Linked DNA regions of Gossypium hirsutum: region 2 is linked to region 1. A link is a contact called in public Hi-C data. All regions are on one chromosome and are shown on one strand. Each heading gives the region's core, a stretch centred on a gene start, on an enhancer-like site or on the middle of the called end of the contact. The rest is flanking DNA. Distances are from core to core; before and after follow the strand shown.

The links. A called contact is a pair of places that touch in the nucleus more often than the background predicts.
Region 2: a Hi-C map of hypocotyl shows a contact between it and region 1, with 2.5 times the contacts expected there. The contact joins the promoter of LOC121213871 here to the promoter of LOC107922000 in region 1. A contact is called at or near these places in 2 of 34 Hi-C or Micro-C datasets (hypocotyl and leaf).

Annotation. Positions count from the first base shown.
Region 1 is chrD01:15,765,805-15,773,301 of Gossypium_hirsutum_v2.1, forward strand. It overlaps LOC107922000 (epidermal growth factor receptor substrate 15), which reads right to left and starts at 4,867. Exons shown (of 13, transcript XM_016851810.2): 1 at 4,222-4,867; 2 at 2,276-3,380; 3 at 987-1,205; 4 at 680-900; 5 at 357-431. The coding sequence starts at 4,356.
Region 2 is chrD01:15,914,422-15,921,918 of Gossypium_hirsutum_v2.1, forward strand. LOC121213871 (glycosyltransferase family 92 protein Os08g0121900) reads right to left here and starts at 3,584. Exons shown (of 1, transcript XM_041087131.1): 1 at 1,515-3,584. The coding sequence starts at 3,557. The coding sequence ends at 1,830.

The DNA.
Region 1 (7,497 bases), core at 3,617-6,116:
AGAAAGTCGTATAATGATGGTTGAATTTTGAAGTTCCAAATTTCCCCAGGCATGCCATACAATTCGACTCACCACTTACTTAAATTAGGAAAATAATTAACCCGCATTCAGGCATTGCATTTAATGAGAACAATGTTGAATTATTAATGCAATGTTAAAAAGGGGGGGGGAATTGTTTCAGTATGCTGAAGCAACCTAACAAGCATATCATGCATGCACTGTTAATAGTCAGTCATTCTAGTTCCTGATCATTGAATAAGATCCTTTAGTACAGTTCTAATCAAAATGAGATTTTTTTTCCAAGCACATTGTATTTCCAGAAAATAAGAAAAAAACGTGAAACAGAAAATGCTCACAAGTTCCTGCATTTTCTCACGGTAGAACTCAAGCTTCTCTCTGGAATCCAAAATCACCTTTTCAGTTCCATCAACCTGCTAAATTTCAAAGAAACAAGCTCCTTATTGTTATTCAGGAAGGAATATAAAACCACTGAAACTCTAGCTTAGTTAAAAAAAAATGCTTTACAGAAGTGATAAAAAAGCAGTCCCCAAACTCTCACCAAACCTGAGGAAGAATAGAGAAGGAAAAAGTGAAGTGGGTACGCACCCACATGTGTGTGTATGTACCAGAGAGAGAGAGAGAGAGAAAGTATTTGAGCTTTATCTAGAAGATGCCATGCCTTTTTTCCATCAGCCATTACATCTTCGGCTGCCCCATTCTCTAAATTTTGTCCATTGTTATTGGGTTGGGTTCCAAAGGAATCATCCAACACTGGTTCTCTTGGTTTTTGTTGGTTGGACATTGTAGTAGTATCAGCAGAAGCATTGGGGCGAACTGGAGGTTTTACACCAGCTGACGGAGTCACCGTCTGGGCAGCCATCCCCGACTGATGTCCAAAACCTAACAGCAATAATTGTTTTATTAAGAGAAATCTTGGATGGCAACAATGAGAAGGAAAATAAATTAGAAGGGATCCTAACTAATACCAGGATTGGGACCCCGAGCTGCATTTCCATATGAAACATTGGGTTGGCCTGTCATGGACAAGAGTGTCTCATCAAACAAAACATTTCTAGGGAGTGCAGGTGGAAGAGGACGGCCTTCCCTATACCGTTCCATCAAATAGAGAGCAAAGCAAAACTCTCTCAAAGATAGCATACTATCACTATCCTGATCAGATAAGTCCCAAACCTGCTTCAAAACCTCTGTGAAAGACAAAAGAGACAATGTTAAATATGTTTACCCCAAGTAACAAAGGCCTCTGCTCCAACAGGACCAACCATGGAAATATTTCAAAGAAACACTGCACTAATAGGACTTCTTCAGTAAGTATGCCAAAAAATCAGTGTTTTCAAGGGTGAAAGGTGCATTCTAGGTGCTAGAACCCTTATATTGCCTCAGGCAGAAGATGCAAAAAAGCATTAGCCTGAGTGAAGTAAAGCACAATATGCATATGCATTCGTTCTTGAAAGTCTACATATGTATATATAACATATACAGCTTAATATATATAGTAACCTCTAAAGTGTGGTCTAGTTTACCTACAAAACATGCAACTTTTTTTATCAGTCAATATGCATGATTTCCTTATGGTCAATGTTTGTCGTTGAATACTGAAATATTGAGAAGTATAGAGTTCAAAAGTATCCATTTCTTACTACTAAAGGTATATCAAATGAAAACAGTGAAAATAATTAAAGAGAAATTCAATCAGGTGGGCTTTCTTTTTGCTTATTTTCTTACAAAAAAGTGTTTAGGAGCACCAAGTGTGTGCTTGATCAAATGGGTCTCACCTAGAAGGGTCTGAGGCATTTTTTTTTTTTTGTATAATGCTAATGCACAGGCGCACCTAGGTGCATGCCTTGACAACACTGCAAAATGTTTTAGTAGAAAGAAGGATTCATGGAATGAGACCATCTAAAAATACATAGGCATCATCAGTTTACCACCTTAGCAGCAAAAAATATTTTCACTACCTAGACCCTACAAGAATAAAATCTTAAACCAGAATATTCAAAAACAAACCTTTTTTTGATATGATAATATTCACAAATAAAATTTTGAAAAAAGAAAACATAAAAGACATCAGACCATGAGCACAATAACGAATTATATGTTCTCAGCATCTCAACAATGGTGAAATTCCTAACACTATTTTTTTATTCATAAGAAATCACCATACATGTTAAACTAAATAGATAAACCATCTATGTCATGCATAGATTCATATCTCAGAAACTTATTTGGATAATAACAGAATAAGAAATTATCATACCTCTAGGTAGCCTCCAACTCAAAAATAGATTCCTTGCCTGCTCACCAGTTATTTTCCCATCTCTGTCAGTGTCCACTTCCATGAACACTTTCGTATATTTCTGAACATCAGATTGTTTCATTTTTGGCCACGGAGGCTGGGAACTATTTGGGGCAGCATTCACAGCTCCAGCAGAGATTCCTGATGGTGTAAAAGAGGAGCTTGGGGAAGAAACTGGTTGGCCTTGGATTGGAGACGAGTATAGCCTTTGACTTTGACTACCAGCAGAATGCATAGAGAACGTACTTTGCAATGAATCAAGAGAGTTGGACTTAACTAAGGGTTGGGCCCCACTTGAAACTGGTGTAATCCCTGGTGAGGCGGGTGCACTGTGGGGAGAAAAGGTTTGTGTAGATAATTCTTGTTTTGGTGTAAACGAGGTTGCAGAAAATGCATCACTTCCAAATGCCAAGCCAGAAGCAAGCCCATTTCCAGAAACAACCAATGCTTTAGAATCATTAGCAGTAGGCTGGGAGGACATTGAAACTGCAGCTTGTGGCCTTGGTGCTGTTGATGGAGCGACCCCTCGTGGCCCAGTTGAAGCTCCACCAGGCCTTCCAGAAAGCCAATTGCTAGACATATTTTGATTTGTTAAACTGGGACCTGTAGCACCGGTGGGCATTGATTGATGTGAAAGTGGAGTAGAACCAGCAGGCCTAGCTTGAGGTTGACCAACTATATTACCTCCCCTAGAAGACTCTGGAGCTGCAATACCTTGAGAAGGGTGCAGGGCAGTAGCAGCAGGCATGGTTTGTTGGGGTCTCATTGACAGGTTCTGTTGAGATGGAAAATGCTGCTGGCTCATACCAGCATTTGGAACTCCTGGTCCTCTGAACCCAACACTTGGAGAGGATGGTGGCACAGCTGCACCCATCTGTGGAGCAGATGTGGCAGGAAAATTAATTTGCGGAGCTGGAATTTTTGCTGCAGCAGGGCCATATAATGCTGCCTTGACAATGTCTGGTGTTAATTCACGCCTTTGTGCTACGGTCACAAGCTTGAGAGCATTAAAAAACTCTTGCTTGCTCAGGAAACCACTATGACTTTGGTCAGCATATGCCCATATCTGCAGTCATAGGATAAATTGATATGAATGGACCCATAATATCAACTTCCTTGGCCAAATAGGTTTATACAAAAACAGAGGGTATAGGTCGCAAGAATCGCTATAAGATATGTACAACAAGTTACACGTGTACTAATCCAATTCAAATCCAGAAATAAAAAATTCCAATCCCTAAACCATGCCATTCAGTGCGTGAAAATCCACCATAGACCACCAAATGCTACAGAAAGTAGCGCAACGCTGAAGGCATTGCATCTGTTATTTCATCAGAATTAAAATGATTCTTCGATTTTTTTACTATATCGAAATATAGATGTAGTGATCTACAACCCATCAACTTGTAGCCTCCCCTATGTGTCAGAGTAACAGACAGTACATTAATAAAATCTAGAACAAAACAACAGTCACTGGTTCAGCAGCTAACAAAGGCAAGATTCAACATTTAAATCACAAAAAAAAAAGCTAGATAAGTTCCTATTGCAGATGTATGATATTGTACTTCCAAGTGAAACTTCGACCAAAAAGACAAGTATTTTAGCACTCTGAAAGCTTATTAATAACATCCTCGAAAAAGTAGACAATTGAAACCTTTCAAGTATTTGATAAATTCTTGACGTACAAGGAACAAAACCCATAAGCAAACCACAAGTTGGTTAAGAGAAATCTGAAGCTGGAGAGTGATAATTGTAGAAAAGAAAAACAGCAGCCAAGTCTTTAGGTTTTATTGAGAAGTTTCACCAGGTTACAACTAAATACAATCTAACCTATATTCGGAAAAGGCGAGTTCCTAGAGATCCCGATTCTGATAAGAAATGAAATGTAAGGGGAGAAATAGAGGGACCTGAGCGAGGACTTGTTTGGACAAACCGGATCCTTGAAAGAAAGAAACAGCCTCAGCTCCACTAATTCTGCCATCCCCATCTAAATCTGCTTTCCTGAAGTAAACTTCGAATTGATCCTGAGTTTGCCCCGCCATAGAAACGCCCACAAACAAAGAATTGAAGCGAATTCTGAACTAATTGTATAGCTCTCCTAGATCAGGCTAGGAAAATAAAATCCAGAACCAGATCACAAACTCAAGTACAGGGGAAATACAACAGGTTACAAAAAGAATCGAAACAATTGAATCTCGAAATAGGAAATACAATTTGAACAATAAAAGAAAAGGAAAGAAAGTACACGCGATAAAACAGAGAGAGTGGATATAGAATGGGAGTTAGGGTGTTTGGTGGTGAGATCGAGGAGAGGAGAATGAATAGCAATAATAAAGACGAAGGTGGAGAGAGAAGAAAAGCGATTTAAACGACCACTGCCTAAATGATTCAATCTAAGCACTGGGTGAAATAGGAGAGACAATCGGAGTCAATTATGATATGGGCTTAGTCGCATGGCAACCCAACTGCAATATTTCTTGGAGTCCATTACCATCTACCTCCACTGATAAAGCCCAAAGTCTAAGCACATTATTAGCAAACAAATGAAATCTGGAATCGCAATGGAGCTGGTAGCGGCGGTCTTTATTTCACGTTGCTCCACGACACCACGTTTATTTTTTGATAAACTGCACTAATAGTCATTCAATTATTGTTAAGTTTTTTTTTACCACCCAATTATAAAAAATTATAAAATGGTCACCTAATTTTTCAATTTGTTCTTTTTTTTTTCACCAGCAGTTAAATGGCTAACTAAAAGATGACGCAGCACCTTTTAAAATTGATTTAGCACTTAACATTTATACATTGTGTCAAATTAGTCTTGATTCTAAAAAGTTTAACTCTTTAACATTTTCACATTGCGTAATTGGTCTTTTTTTGTAATTTTACTTTTTTTTGTGACACTTTCACCTAAAAGGCTAAAAAAACAAATTTATCAACTAAATTTAATAGAAAATATCCCAAAAACAGAAACATCCAAAATCTAATATAATAGTTTTCATATTTTCTCTTCTTCTTTTTTAAGATTAACTCTCGATGTCAAAAAGAAAAATAAAACTACAAAAAAGACCAAATTAGACAATGTGTAAATGTTGAGGGCTAATTTTTTTAGAATCAAGACTAAATTTATACAATGTATAAATATCAAAGGTTAAATTGCTATTATGCCAATCTTAAAAGATGTCAAGTTATTTTTATGTTAGTAACTTAACAGCTAGAGACTACAAAAGAAAAAAAGTTAACCAATCTTATTATTTTGACCAGAGTCTCATTTATTTTTTTACATAATCTTTTTCACCCACATCCATTTTTAATTTGTTAATAAACATATGTTTTTGTATATATAATTCTTTATTGTCGATATTATATATAATGGGAGTGATTGACTTTAGTGTCAGTGTCACAGCCAAATACATAACACGTTAGTAAATTGACTAAAAGATTTGAATTGCATAAATCAAAGTAATAATCTATATTATATATTAAGCATTTTGTTGAATTTGTATCATGAGTCAATCAGGCACCAACTCAATTGGCTAATGATAAAAGTACCATTATTTTACAAAATAAGTTATATCATTTTATATATTTTATACATAAAAATAGAAAAATATGTATTCATACATAACAGCTTTTGAACCCAAGCTTTTATAATTTTCATCATTTATACTTTACCATTCAACCAAAAATTCATTTTATCATTTATATCAATTTGGGTTTTAACTCAAACAAAGCTTTAGATGATTCATACCAGTATGTTGCACCATCTACCTCATTGATTCCTATTAATTTGAACATGGATGATGAGCGCTACAAATTTCCAAATGAATAAGAAGATACTAATGATTTTAATGATCCTGAATCTGAAGGAGTTCCTAATGTCAACAATAACGATGACAACGATGATTGGTCATATCATTCTTCATCTCCACGAACCTCTATCCCACATGCACAACATTGACATAAATGCAATTGAGGCATTGGAATTTTCGAAATATCTTGACATAGTGTCGAGCTATATAATAAGTTCAAATGCAAACTCTAAAGATTTATATGTAAGGGCACAATTTCCATCCAAGGATGAAACTATGGTAGCCATCAAGTACTACAGTATCAAAACTTGTGTTGGTTACAAAGTTGTGGTATCTTCAATGGCTTTGTACGTTAGCGAATGTTGGAAGTACAAGAATGGGTGTAATTAGAGAGTTAGGGTTACGCTTAGGAAGAGGACACAAGTTTTAGAGATCCGAAAATGGAACGAAACCCACACATGCACTTCTGCTCAACTTTCACAAGATCACCAGAAATTAGATTTGGACTTAATTTGTAGTTGCATTATGCCATTGGTGAATGCACGCGCAACTATTCCAGTTATTGTTATGATCATCGACGTGCAATCTCAATATAAGTACACCATCAGTTATCGAAAAGCTTAGCATGCAAAACAGAAGGTCATTTCCCGATTGTTTGGAGATTGGGACAACTTTTACAATGAGTTGCAGTCATCGTTAGCAACAATGCGACAATTTGCACCAAGTATTGTGGTGGAATTGCAAACCCTCAGTACATAAGATCCATTCAGTTAACTAGTGGAAGGCATGAAAATATTCCACCGATAAATTTGGACATTTGATCCATTGATTAAGAAATGGCCAAATTGTAAGCCCATTGTCCAAATAGACAGGACTTGGATTTACAGTAAGTATAAGCAGATCCTTCTAATTGTTGTTGCTTAAGACGGGAACTGAAACATCATTCGGATAGAGTGTGATTGTGGAGAAAGAAAACATGGAGTCTCATTATGTTTTTGACAAACTTATGACGGTTTGTTATTAAACAACATGGTATATTGATAAAAGCGTAATTTCTCGATTTAATTGTGATATTTCTCCCCTTAAATTATGCTATTTATGTTCTTAATTATATTATTTATACTTATATTTTATTTATTATTGATTTAGGAAATAATTAGAGAAAAATGAGCTTAGAATTTATTTTTGCCAATTTTTTGCGGATTAGACTATCAACACAACACAATGTCAATATTTTGGTCATAACTTAAGGTATAGAGCTCCGTATTGGATCCATAATATACCAATTCAAAGGAAATTGAAAGATCTAACCAAATTTATCTCACAACTCAAGCCCAAAAAAATTTAGGAAGGTATTCAAAAATGGCCTAG
Region 2 (7,497 bases), core at 2,334-4,833, 150 kb after region 1:
TGAGGTAAGCTCTACAAGTGGGTATATCTTTACTTTGGGTGAAATAGCCATTTCGCCGAAGTATGCTAAGCATACCTGTATTGCTCGCTCCACGATGGACTCAGAGTTTATATCTCTTGACTTAGCCGGGTAAGAGGCCGAGTGACTTAGGAATCTACTTGCAAAAATTCCTTTACAGGAAAAATCAATACCTCATGTATATTTATTATGTGACTCGCAAGCCACAATTTGTGTTGCTAAGAGTTAAGCTTACAATAGTAAGAAGAGGCATATTCAAATAAGATTCGTTCACTTGTAAAAGAGAAGAATCACTTATTTCACTATGTACTAGTTCAAATTCACAATATACTAGTGCTTAAGCAACTAATTTCTCTGTTGCTCTTCTCACGTTTTAATTGGAAAAAAAACTCTACTTTTCTTGTGTTTACAAAATTTCCAAATTACTTTACATTAATGGGGGATTGTTGGTAATGCAAAGGGTTGTTGTTAGTGGGTATATCCCACATTGGTTAAGTACAAGCTATAAATAGCGTTTTTATATAGCTTTACTTTGTGCTCTCATTGAGTAATTAAGCTATAGTCACACGCACGCCATCACTGCTCGCTTGGTCTGTTCCTTGTCCATATTAACACATACTGCGTGTATTTCTTTTTGGATAACAGTTTTATTATTTTTTTCAGAAAACAATATCTTTAAAACAGTTTTATTTGTTCCCATTTTTTACTATTACGAAAAATCTAGAACAATTATATTTTTTGGCTGTTAAGCGTGAAAATGGTGGGACAATTTCAAAACTGTCCCTATGTTTTTTACTCCTTTACCCCTGCTTATTTATCGTTTTACCTTTCTATTTCTAGTATAAATAAAGGGTAGATTTCCTCTTTTTAAGCACACACACCAAAAAAAAAAAAACTATCTGAAAGCACTTTGCTCCTCTTCTTTCCTTTCCGATTTTCTTATAAATTCTGTCGTTTTTCCCCTAAATCACTTTAGAAAAAATTCTGTCTAAGAGTTTGGGTTTTAAGCAAGATCAATTGTGACCCCTCCAAACTTTCCTAGGAATTGATCCTATTGTGTTTTCCTTGAGAAAAGCAATATCAATCGAGTTCCGCCTTCCTTATTCGAGTGTACGAATATTGAAGCATTGTGTTAACCTTGGGGGACGACGTCCACTACACGATTACACCGGTCAGGGCAAATTCATTTCTAAGGCAGTGGATTTTTGATGGCGCAATAAATTTCTAATTTATTAATTCTTAATTTTTTTCTAGTTAGTGCTAACATATTTGTTACAATGAATCAAATAAAAATAAAGATGAATATTTGATAAATTGGTATTATTTTAAATAATTTATTATTTCAGAAAGGATACTTGTGAATCCCTATTAGTAAATATAATCAAGTTTGAGTGAAAAATATTTAAACGTAAAAAAATGAAAAAGAACTTAAAAGACTTCATTTTTTTTGTATAAAATAGAAAAGTGGTAATTTACAATCTCCCGTATATGGTTTAGATTAAATCCCGAATATAAAGGTTAATTAATTAAAGAGGATACAGCCAGATTCCTTGTATTTAATTATTAGTATTTGAATCAAAATGGGAATAAAAGCATACAAAAAGTTGACTTCTCTAAACACAAAATTCCTTTCTCTACTTGCATAGAAAGGAATAGAAAAAGAAAACCCAAGGATTAATATTAAATCTTTACTCTACTCCATATATATATAATAAAGTGTCGTCAGTTTTGAAAATCCAAAAATCTGCCATTAAAATCTATTGCTATGGCTACATTGGGTGATCCATAAGCATGCCTCTGCAACCTTCAATTCATAGCTGCCATGCCATTTTTAACCCCTGTGGTGTTTGAGAACCGAACCATTTTTTAGTCCACAATTTTAGCCTATCATCTTTAACATCACAGAACATATTTTCCCAACCTTCTGGCTTGATGGGTTGGAACCCTAACCCTGGGGTCCGGTCCTTGGACATTGGGTTAACCCTTGTTCTCCAATCGGCAACGAACGCCGATACCCTCCTTCGAAACTTGGTCATGAATTCAGGCCACGCTTGGTACTTATAATGGTTGATCACTCCAGCCTCTAATGGCAACTCTTTCCAATTATAATGGTTGTTGTTCAAATCAAAGTGGTGGATGACGTTAAGCAACGAATGGTCAACCGCTTCCAATAGAAGTATCGATTTGTGGCGTTGCTCGGCTTGTCTTCTACAGTTGTATCCCTGTATTACCCCCATTGCCGGGTGCTTCTTTTGATCCGATGGTCCGAAATCGTTGCACTTGATTGAAACTTGACCAATTGATCCATTGGATGATATTGACAACAATGATTTAAGCATTGTTTTTGACGGCTGAGAAAAATTCTTAAGCCATGATGGTGAAAATATGAACTCATCTACATCCACATACATCATCCATGTGCATGAATCTTTGGCATAAACTGCGCTGTGAGAGAATCCAGCTTCTTGGGTTTTAGGCCAAACCCAGAAAATCCTCTCAATGTTATAATCCCCTTCTTCGTTAAGCTCCTTTATGACTCTCTCCAGATCATCATCGCTTCCATTATCGTATAAGATGAACTTGTCCACCCCAATCTTGGAATAGTACATGACCCATTCTCTTAAGAACTTGGCCACGTTGTAAACCATGGTGGTGGCGCACAATAGTGATGTGGGGTTTGGGTTTGATGGCATGTGCCGCCTGGGGGGAGTGTAATACGCAACCGAAGGGACCACCAGCTTTTCTCTGTTGATTTCGATGGAGACTTTGATTCTTTTGGCGGCGGCGGTGGTTGAAGGTGAAATACTCAGTTCCATTAAATTGGGATGAAGGCACCTGAATACCTCCTGCTTGGAGCTGGTAACGGGGGTTTTAACGGCGTTCTTGATGTCGTTACCGAAAACGCAACGGAATTCCTCTGGAGACTTGTTGATACCTTGGCGGTTGTTAACGCCTTTAACAAAAAGAACCACGTCTGTCTCGGTAGAGAAACACTCATACGCCAAGAAGTCCCACCGCGGCATTACCGGCGCCGCAGAGATAACGTTTGTTTCCATCTCCGGAAACCTCGTCAGGACGGGCTGGTGAAAAGGCTGGAGCCTACGGTTCCGGTTCGGAAGAGTGCACTTGAACGTGGTGGCACTGGTGAAAGGTAAGACCCCCGAGAAATTCGCCGGGGAAGTCTCGTTTCTTGGGAAAAAGCAATAAAAACCGCCGAATCCGAGATTCGACGTCAGCGGGGTGTCATGAGAGACGAGAACAAGGACCTCCCAGTTCGGTAAAAGAACGGAAACCGACTCGACGGGACATTGAATGGAGGTGACGAGTCGAGTCCGGTGAGTGAGCTCATTGATATCTTCTCTAATAACATGGTTGAAAGAATCGGGAGCGTCGTATCGAGGGGTGAGGTTTCGGGGACGAAAGCGGAGGTGGGTAGGGGATAAAGAGATGGCAGAGCGAGAGAGAAGAAGAGAATAGAAAGCGAGCAGAAGAAGGCAGAGGAAAATCAGGAAGATGGAAGTGGGGGCTTTCCGAGGCATGATTTGTTTGGGGTAGGTGGACTCCAAGTAAAAGGGCGACCAAGTAATAAAATAAAAGGGGGGATGGAAATTTCTTTATAGGGGAATCACGTTGGATTGTTTCTTCACTCAGGTTTTCTCAAAATTATTTAACAAAAAGTATTCTTTTTTAATAATTTTGTATAATTACTATTATTAGAAATTATAATCAAGTTATATTCATTTTTAAACAATAAAAATTATTATTTTTTAATTTCATTAACAAATTCTAACATTGACTGAATAGTAAATATAAAATATAAATTTTCATCTTTAAGGTGTAACATTATTGTTGTTGGACCTATATCTTTCATAAATTTTTGACTAAATAGTAATTAAAAAATGTGCAATAATTTGATCACAAATGAATTTGATAAATTTATTTTTATTTATTATCTTGAAATTCTAAAATATATATTACATTAAATACTGATTTTAAAAATTTTATTATTTAAATTAATTTTTATTGTATAAATATTTGTTACTTTAAAATTAAAATATGGCGTATTGGAAATAATATTTTAAAAGTTAAATACAGAAACCTGTTAATTTTTCTCTATAAGTGGTCTTTAAAATATTTAAATTATTTGAAAATTCTTCTTCTTTTTTCAATTAGATTTTAAAAAGTGTTTTTAATTATTTAAATAAATAAAAATTTAAATTAAACCAAAATCTTAAATATAAAACTAATGAAAAGTAAAAAACGAAAAGAAAATGTTAAACATGAAGCTGATTGATATAAAAAGGGCCTTGAAAGTACAAAGTTAATAAATTAAAGGCCTTCAAATCATATATATATATATATAATAATTTATAAAATTTTAAATTAGTAATAGTAGAATTATATTTTAATCTTTTAAAAATGATAGAACTTTGATTTAATCCTTTAAAAATCATAAAAATATAAACTATTAAAAAGATAAAATTATATAAAAATATACAATTTAATTTCGAGCTTCACGCTGTTATTATTAGCATGCGGAATGCTTAAGTTGTGAATAGTAACTTAAGTTTTGGTACGTTGTTTACAAGTGCTTGATGGGGAAGGGGAAGGGTTTCAAATTTCAATGCCTGGTTTGAAGAGGAGTTGTAGTAGTGAGATTTGGAGATGGTTAAGTAAATCCCAATCCCATTGTAAGTTAGGTCCATTTCACAACATTTCACTAATTTCAGCAATATTTGGTACATGCTTGAGTTTTAAAACTCTACAAATTTTATATATGTAGTAAGAAAAAGATAAAATATATGATAATTTTTTTAAATTTTAATTACCTCATGTAAATTTGAGCTTTTATGCTAGTCCACATTTATCTACATCAATAAATAAAATTTGTCCTTGGTTCAACTTTATCCGGAGGCAGCAAACAGAATATATTATTATGATTTAGGGATATATTTATGATTCTTAATTGGATTGATTTAATTATTATATTTTTCAACAAAAATAATTTATATTAGGGTAAGTCATTTATGTATGGTTTAAATTATATCAATAAGGAAGAAGATAAAGAGAAAAAAATGATGGTGCAATCGAAGTTGGTTCACACCTTGGAGGAAGCCACACAACATCACTCAATATATCAAAGCTTACTCCATCATCAAGCTCAACCTTAATAGTACTAGGAATAGGTCTATCAACTTCAATCTTCACACAGATCTTAGCAACATCAAGTCTCTACCTCAATGCATAAATAACTATTTTTGTAATTTATCCTTTATGCTATAATATTAAAAAAAATGTTATTCCTATAAAAACAAACCCCATTCATGCTATGCTCTGTGTGTGTGTTTTTCTCACATCGACCGACTCTTTTACTTGCATTCCACCCTTAAAGGACACCAGCAAACCTGTCTCTACTCCCCTAGAACAGCTTGGGATTTCTAGAACTCTAAAAATAAAAATAAGCCTTCCTTCGATCGTTAGCCTCCCACTGTCCAACTGTCGCGAGTTATTGGTCAAACTCTCCTCTCATATTTCCAAGGAGTTTGACCTTTTGGATCTCCGATAAAAGATCGGGCAAAAGGCCCAAAAGTTGTGAAAGTGTTCATGGTGGTCGATTGTATGTTGGTTGAATAGTTGGTCGCCATCCTCCCCTAACCATTTCTTGGTTATGTTCTTGTGGTCGGACTCCAACCATTTTTCACCGCATGAACTAACACAAATTATCGGAATAATAACACTTGGTCCATGGATTAGATCGTGCTTTGGTTACCTGTGGTTTTGTCGAGTTCATGAGAATCCATTTTGCTTGGATCCCATTCCATTTGTTGTGCCTGAAGTGCCAACATATTATGTTGAGGTCCCTCCTTACTCCCACTTTAAGCAGGGAGGCCTTATTCAAGCAATGGAGGTTCGTTGTCCATCATACACTGATAGGTTTACTTGCCTTTCAAGGCTTTATCTTGTACAAGGCTAAGGTCCTTGATTGTTTTTCTCGCTCTATGTAATTGGGTTTGTGACTTCGTATGCTTTTGATTTTTTGTTTGTATGAGATGTAATCATTCTTTCTTTATGAAAATTTCTAAGAAACTTATACACTCTTTATAACTTATTTAATGTCAATTTTAACACATTTATGTATACATATCGAATTTATATGTAAACTACAGAAAGAAAAGGAATTTTGTTTGCGGAAATACTACTATCATCTACCAAATTTTATTTCATTCCTTGGTTAACTACTGAAATTAATTTTATCACTTAGTTATACAAAAAAGTTTTAATGGAGCGATGTCAAACTTAATAAAAGAAAATGCCCCGTAATTACTAATTAATAAGTCAATTATATCAACCATGTGCTATCATTTTCTAATCAAATCAGGATTAGTGCTACTTCAACAATTCATCATTTAACTTTAATTAATTCATCTTGTATTAAAAGTAATTTATGGCTGCTAAGTGGATTTAGGGCGTCAAAATCCTCCTTCATCTAACCTTACTAATCAATATTTGGTGCATATAATTTAAAATCAGGGGTACATCGCTTAGTCACCTAAATAATTTAACAATATCAGTAAGACACTTGTAATTTGTCCTACACATACACACTAGATCACATTGCTAAGAATCTTTGAATACAGAGCAGTCAACCTTATACGTACCTCTCCTAGCTCTCTAGTAAGGGGATCCTCTTCTACTTCTTTCTCCTCCAACTCTCCTTCCAACCCCCTATTACAGAGTCTCAACCATCTCTTCTTCTCCACAGGGCTCCTTGCCCCTAGAATGAATCAGCTCCTTTACATCCTCATTGTAACAATCAACAGTTAGTGTAGTGATCGTGGATCGAACATGACCCACTCTAGCTCGAACTTCCTTACAAATAGAAATGAATAAGAACAAAATCCCCAAACCATTATGTGATTTAAGAATATATTACATTACCTTTATCCATCACATGGGAGACAAAATAAATTTCTACATCTTACATTTTTTTCAAAACATCTTACACTTATAATTATTTTATGTAAGTGAAAACTAATTTCTTAATATATATATATTAAGAAAAAAATAAAGTAATTTTTTAAATGAATGGTTCTTATAGTAAATTGTGGTTATTTTAGCTTTAGTTTTAGCTTTTATTAAAACAAATCTAAACTTTGATTAAAAGGGTAAAGTTATAATTCTTTTTTGAACATTAATCTCAATAGGTTCTTATCATATCTATTCTTTTTGATACAATGCCTAGAACTACCCATAACCCCTCCACAACCCTTAAATAGGAGGATTATACGCTTCAGCGCACTCGAACCCACGTCCTCCTACACTGGAAACAATGTTAATGCCAATCGAACTAAAATTCAACCAAACTATGTCAATCCTTTCTAAATTTTTATAATTTTTTTAATCATTTATTTTATTTGAATTCAACGAATTAATCAAACTGATGAAATTTAAAAATAAAAACTGATAATTTAATCCATC